Linked DNA regions of Dromaius novaehollandiae: region 1 is linked to region 2. A link is a contact called in public Hi-C data. All regions are on one chromosome and are shown on one strand. Each heading gives the region's core, a stretch centred on a gene start, on an enhancer-like site or on the middle of the called end of the contact. The rest is flanking DNA. Distances are from core to core; before and after follow the strand shown. Region 1 overlaps LOC112987637 (a long non-coding RNA gene). Region 2 holds the start of LOC112987667 (hypoxanthine-guanine phosphoribosyltransferase-like).

Region 1 (3,005 bases), core at 269-2,768, 140 kb before region 2:
ATTGAGTGCTAAATCTTGTTGAACCTTGGGTCCTGATTCTGAATGTTGTACATAAAAAGCTGGTCATAAGTTCCCTTGAAAGTCTAGCTTTTATTGTACAAGATGTTTGAATTAAGGTCTTCACCTTTCCTTACTGAATAAGAATGCGTGTTCTGTGGTTTTGAAGAGGGACCAAGGGGGAAGTTACTTCCAAAAATAGTCTGTGCCTGTGCAACCTTTAAAAATGAAAAGTAGATCTTTAAAGAGTAATGGTTAACAATGTGCCCTCATTACTCATGTTTCAGTTGCTTTTCTTGGCACGAAAAAATTCTGTACTGGAGCTTCTATTCCATAGTTGAGCAGAATCCAGCATTTTAAACCTCCAGTCAAACTCACAAAACTCTTCACATTTACTCTGTTTTTGGTGGTAAAATGAAACCCACAAAATGTGTTAACAAAGAAATCTTTAAACACACGCTTTTGTATCCCTCAGCCAGACACAACTCTAACGGACATCTTCTGCTATAAACATTTAACTAATGTTCTGAATACTCAAATACTACATATGATGGTGATAAAAAGCAGATCTCAGTCCTCCCATCTAAAGATCATATTGCTGAATGTTTTTCACATTATTTATTGCCTTCTAATAATAAGTGTGACTTCTTTGGGAGAAAAGCTTAATAACAGACTATTTGTCTTTTTACTCAATTAAAGTCAATTGTTTCTTGATCTTACAGAAGAATGTGAAGAACCTTCCTAGTTCCTAACACAAGAGAGGGAGCAGAGATGCCTGCCTAGCATACATACCGCTGCTGAGCAAGAAGGTAAATAGAAGTAAGCGCAGAAGTAAAGGCTCTTACAACTCCAAGGCATTTCCAGCAAAGCTTACTGATCTATGCAGAATGCTATCTCAAGGCAAAAAGATACAGTAAACATCACCTCCTAAAACTGCCTGATTAGTATGGCAGCTAATGAAGGCCTCTGACATAGTCACAAGTTGAGACAGCTGTGTGTTATTGCTTTCTCAGGGTTGAGTTTGAAGAGAAAAAGGCACATCTATAGCACCTGAGGCAGACAGCTGTTCTCAGGAGAGCTTTATAGCTCAGACGCAGGTCTATGCTGAGTGATTACATAGCTTCCAAAAAGGAAACTTATGTCTGGCTGTCTCAGGATGTGACTAGAATGAACATGCAACTTCATGCATCTGACACCATAGACATACCCTATTCATTTTAGCCTGAATAATATCTTTTCTCATCAGTTGTTTTGAAGAGGGTAACTTGTCCAATTGCTACCAGGCAGAGCTGATTAGACATCAGTTTTCATTTTTGGTTCCTTTCCCCCTACCCCTCTTCCCTCCACCCAATCTCTCTCTTTTCACTCTGGGGGAAAAAAAAACCCTCAAAATTTTCTGCTTAATTTGATGATTTTTCCCCTCCTTTTTTCTTTTTTTTTTTGGTTTGACCACAGAACAAGACAAGCCATTATTCACCCGGTTCTGCTAATGAGCTCCTTTCTCAGAGTCTTTGTACCCTGCATAATGAAGAACATCTGCATCTTGCACAAAGCCTGACATTTCCCTGCCTATTCACCAATGGCTTTTTTCTCTTTTCTTTCAATGACTGAATGGATTAACAGTGCAATACTAATAACGTAGTGCATGGAAAAGGAAACTGGCAGAGTCTCCAGGACATTCTATTCTTATCACCTTCCTTTAATATTTTAGTAGAATTACTCAATTCATATGGTAATCATTTCCTTCTAATCAATATTTCATATATAACCTTGCTTATTCACTCCCACTTATTCTACTTGCCAAGAAAGCTGAATGAGACCATTGGGAGTATCCGTCTTCTCTGATACTGAGAATAGATTAATAATACTGGCAGCATGCTTACAAAAAGATGTAATTCATTAATTAACACATAAATAATTTGCTAAAGGTTAAGAAGTTGTTAATGTATGCCTTAATAAACAGCTATTACAAGGACCAGCCAACTAGTAAATTGCTTATAACTATAAAACCTGTTTTGATGTGCTTAGAGTAGTTCTCAAAATTTCTGAAAACAGTGGGCTGCCTAGCACCCACCACCTATCTCTTTGGAAATACTTGCATGGACTATTTTGTGCATCATTGCCAGAATGGGTTTCATATGAATTTATTGTATTATTTGTGTTAATACTTTTTATTTTTCCATAGTGGTTTGGTCATATGGGTGGGATTGTTTGGGAGACGTTTTTGGAGGGAGGAGAGAGACCATTTTGCAAGCTACCTTGTGATGTCGGACAAACTACCAGTGGTCCAGGTTGAGACATAGTGATGTGTGGTACACACTACTTATGTAAGGTGTTATTAACAGTTTATTTATTAACTCTTATTAAAAGTGTGTTTATGCAATTATAGCTCAAGATTCTAGTCACTGACATTACCGAGCATCTGCATACACGCACACACGCACACATACAGTTTTTATACCCTATGAACCCATCTGGTTTTACTTTAACACTAGAAGAATATCTAGTTTCAGTATGGCATCTCACAGAGAATGAAAAATCTGGATTTGAAGATCCAAAAATGACAGCAAACCCTGTCATCTGGTGGATAAGGACTTCACTAAGTCTCCTAATGTCCCTGTTATGTCAGTAAGATCCAATGGATGTTAGTTAATTGCTATATATCGGCAAAAATATTGTAGGAAAAACCACAGTGCTGTGCATACAAAGGTTTAGGAAGATTCACATAGTTATATAAACCGTAAGATCCCATCATCTTCCATTTAGCACAGTGTCTTTATAGTAGAAGAGAGTGCATAACAGATAGCAGAAGCTGTTTACTTCGTCACCTGTCTCTGATCTCAATAGCTGCATTTGCTCCGTATGCATTACAGGATTCCATAATGTAATCTGGGCTGATCCCAAGGACTGACCTGGGCTCTCTACAGGATCCATGCGCTACCACAGTTACTTTTGGCCAGTCTGAAGGTAAGTGCTTCCTCATAAAGTCATCTGAAAACTAATTTTAA
Region 2 (3,434 bases), core at 353-2,852:
GTGGTATCAGTTGAAGATCAGGCTAGACAATAGCATTTATGAGCAAACCAGTGCAATGCAGAACTGCTTATTGGAGTTTTTGAATGTTATATTAACCCACTTGACTAGCTTGAAATGGACTACACTCTGCCTGTGTAAGATTGCTGGTGGTGACAGAATACACATACAGGTTACAGGATTCAACCAACAAGAAATAGTGACAATAAGACATTAGAAGCATTGCTCAAAGTTAGAAGACAATGTTTATTTAAGACTACTTAAACATGTAAGCATCGTTTTTCATCTGGAGTGCAGGAAAAGCCTTTAAGAATACTCAGTTTACATGATAAACAGTAGTTAAAGAAATGCTGTGTATTTTCTACAATCACTTTATTTTTTATGCAGCAGAGAGCCAACGTGCACACAGATTAGAGACCTGGCTCCTTCATGTTGATGATAAAACTAATGCAGGAGCTTTTTTTTCTTGCAAGACTCGCATCTCTATTGCATTCTACATAACTGCAATTTTAATGCGATGACTATGTTACTGTTGATTTGAGCAATTTATTTTATTCCAGTCATGATACTGTTTGCCCAAGGAATGGCTGCCTTTTTTAATGCACTTCAGCCTTATGATTTGCTTTTTCAGTTACAGTTTGGGATTTCATTGACATAGCAAGTTAAAGGTCAGCTGTGTTGCAAAAGAATTTAGCTTCCTAATGGATTTGGTGAGAAGCATCAGAACTGGTTCAGCTTAAGTAAGGGCCAAGCTTTGACCGTATTAATACAGCTATTGAACACAACTAATCAAAAATCTTGATGTATACTGGTATGCATGGTGATTATTGATTATAGCTGCTCTAACAATACAGTTCAGTCCCTTTTGTTTGGTTAACTATGCTCATTCAGATTATTTTTTTACAAACAGAATTTTCACTACTACATTAATATCTTGTTTGTTGCTATGTGTAAAGAATTTTGAAAGATTTACTGAAAGGTTCGTAAACAGAACCTTAAGGATTGCATCAATTTGAGCACCACATCACCATAGCAACATGCTGCATATACCTTACAGGCTTGTAAAAGTGTTCGTATCATGGTGCATACTAAATAATACAGCAGCATCCTATTATAATAAAGCAATTGACTGCTAAACTATCACAGAGTCATTAAGTTTTTAAAATGTGAGCTTACCATTTGAGGAATCAGTTTTTTAATTTGAATTAATTCTCATAGGTTGCTCATTTACTGAAGTTGGCTTCTTAGTTTGAACTATCTTGTTGGGGTTTTCCCCTGCCTTTAAAACTACAGCAGTTATGTAGAATAAAGAGATACAGAAATAAGTATTGTTTCATTGGAACAGAATGAAAAAAAGTGGAAGTCTGATACATAATCTGTGATGAGTTTATAAAGAACTAAGTCTTTTAAGACATTTTTGCTTTGAAAGCCAGCTTTTCTCCTGAGTAAATAATAAGAAACAAGGCTTTTCATTATTTAGTTTTCCTAAAGTTTTACTATTTTCTCTGAAGCTATCTCTCCCTCCCCCCCGCAAAGCTCCCCTCAACAAAATAACCAACGAAACACGACTGTATCATGTTTTCTTACCTGCAGCCCATAGGCCATGATCTTACTTTGAACTATGTTATCTGAGAATGAGTCAGTGTTACTACTGCAGTCTCTCTTGCTCTATTTTCATCTTGCATTCAGATCATGACCTGCTTCCAGTAGGTCAAATTTGCCATTCTTCCCACAGGAAGCATTACTTCCTTATTCTAACACCCTGACATCACAATCCCAGGTTATTACTTAATCAGATTAACCAGAAATAGAGTCAGCGCTAGACCTGCTGCAGCCAATCAGAATAACGATTACGGGGAATGAGGGAGGTGCAAAAACATGAATCAAATTAGTAGGAAGGGCTAGATAGGGTAGCAGTTTCTTTATCAAAAATAGAAATCAGATATTTGCTTGTACAATGGCAATTCAGTGGTATACATGTAGAAGGTAGTTTTGTATACCAGTTTCTTACACAATATTTGAACCTGCATTGTTGTGGTACAGCCCAAAGCTTTTCAAAATTCTTGTGCTGATTTGCAATCAAAAATCAGTATTTGAATGAACAGAGTCATATTTTTAAAGATTACTTGAAGCAGAGGTCTGCTGCTGTTGAGACACGGTAAACACTGCCTGACATTCTTCCAGGTCATCTTTTCACAGAAACAGATGATGGTTCCAGTAATATACTCTATATCATTTAGAATCAAATGGCACTGACATTCACTATAATCTGATTATTTTAGTGTTCCAAACTGCAGTATTATCCAGGATTAACATTGAAGTCTTAGATTTCTAAAAATTGATCCTACTAACAAAATGAGTTAAAGCCAGGTTGCATACAACATATTACAGAATGTTCTTACCAGTTTGGGTACATTTTTTTTAATTCAGCAGCTCAGTTTTCTGTTGTGGGGAGAACACATTAAGAAAAGAGGGTTTTTCTCAGTTTTTTTGTAATCTCACAGGCGCTCTTCAGATCATTGTTGTCAACACTTGAGATAATCCGGAAACACTTTTCAAAGTGGATTAATGAACATATCCACAGCCTTCATTGATATGTTAAATAGTAGTACTATTTGGGAACTATTACTGCCTTGAGAATATTTGGGCCGTATTTTATGCAATGCCATCCTCCTCAGCATTTTCCCTCATATTCCCAACATGCAAGTTCCCTATCTTGTGAAAAGAAGCCTTGCTAAGTAATTCCTAGTGTAAGGCATGCTTTTTTAGCAGGTAGAAATGTGGGTTCAAAAACCTGCAGAATTTCTCAACAGAAGCGCAGCTTGAAAGGGAGCGTGAACAGAAACAAGCAAGCAAATGATGGCAATTGCTTGAGAACAGATACTCTCCCTTCCTTATTCTTAAGTGACAAAATAGAGGTGAATAGCAGCACCCCTGAGGAGCTCGTGCAGACATTTCCTTTTAAAGCATTTGTGGAGAAAAGAGCAAAAAAATAGCAGCTCCCAGACTTGTTTGTGTGCATTTCCTTTTGCTCACTTAGCCCTCTCCTGGGCTTTTCAGCACAGTGTAATTTAGCTGCCACAAAATGCCGTCGGTGCTTTAGAAAGCCCTGATAGACTGAACACACGCTACATGATCTGGCTGCCCTTGCTTGAATCCCTTGCATGTACGTGAGTGCAGCATGTTGTTTAATTGGCAGGTATGAATGGAATAGGGTGAAGGTCTGAAGAACAGTATATTCAGAAGCACTGAGTGCAAGGGTTGATTTTGCTGGAAGCAGAGCCAAGCTTGTGTTCGATACTTCAAGGGATCTGAATCATTTACTGCGTGCTGTGCTATTGCTCTCAGTGTCACTGATTTCACACTTATCAGAGCTACAGGGTTATGAGACTGGTTCTAGGATTTAAATCAGTTTTTAAGATAATTTATTTACAGGA

What was found. Hi-C and Micro-C count contacts between places; a contact is called where the count stands out from the background.
Region 1: a contact with region 2 is called in a Hi-C map of liver, with 3 times the contacts expected there. The contact joins the enhancer-like site here to the promoter of LOC112987667 in region 2. A contact is called at or near these places in 2 of 4 Hi-C or Micro-C datasets (brain and liver).

The regions. Positions count from the first base shown.
Region 1 is chr13:18,106,149-18,109,153 of bDroNov1.hap1, reverse strand. LOC112987637 (a long non-coding RNA gene) reads left to right here. Exons shown (of 4, transcript XR_010391475.1): 2 at 720-806; 3 at 2,871-2,964. All of the region lies in intron 1 of LOC112987636 (a long non-coding RNA gene), which reads right to left. Among named protein-coding and RNA genes, the nearest start is that of WWOX, 7.6 kb to the left of the region's middle. Within about 2 kb of position 1,518, at least 1 of the 2 cell types and tissues checked has open chromatin away from gene starts, as enhancers often do.
Region 2 is chr13:17,969,513-17,972,946 of bDroNov1.hap1, reverse strand. LOC112987667 (hypoxanthine-guanine phosphoribosyltransferase-like) reads right to left here and starts at 1,602. Exons shown (of 9, transcript XM_026107652.2): 1 at 1,585-1,602. The coding sequence starts at 1,602. The region is part of intron 1 of ADAMTS18 (ADAM metallopeptidase with thrombospondin type 1 motif 18); the gene reads left to right.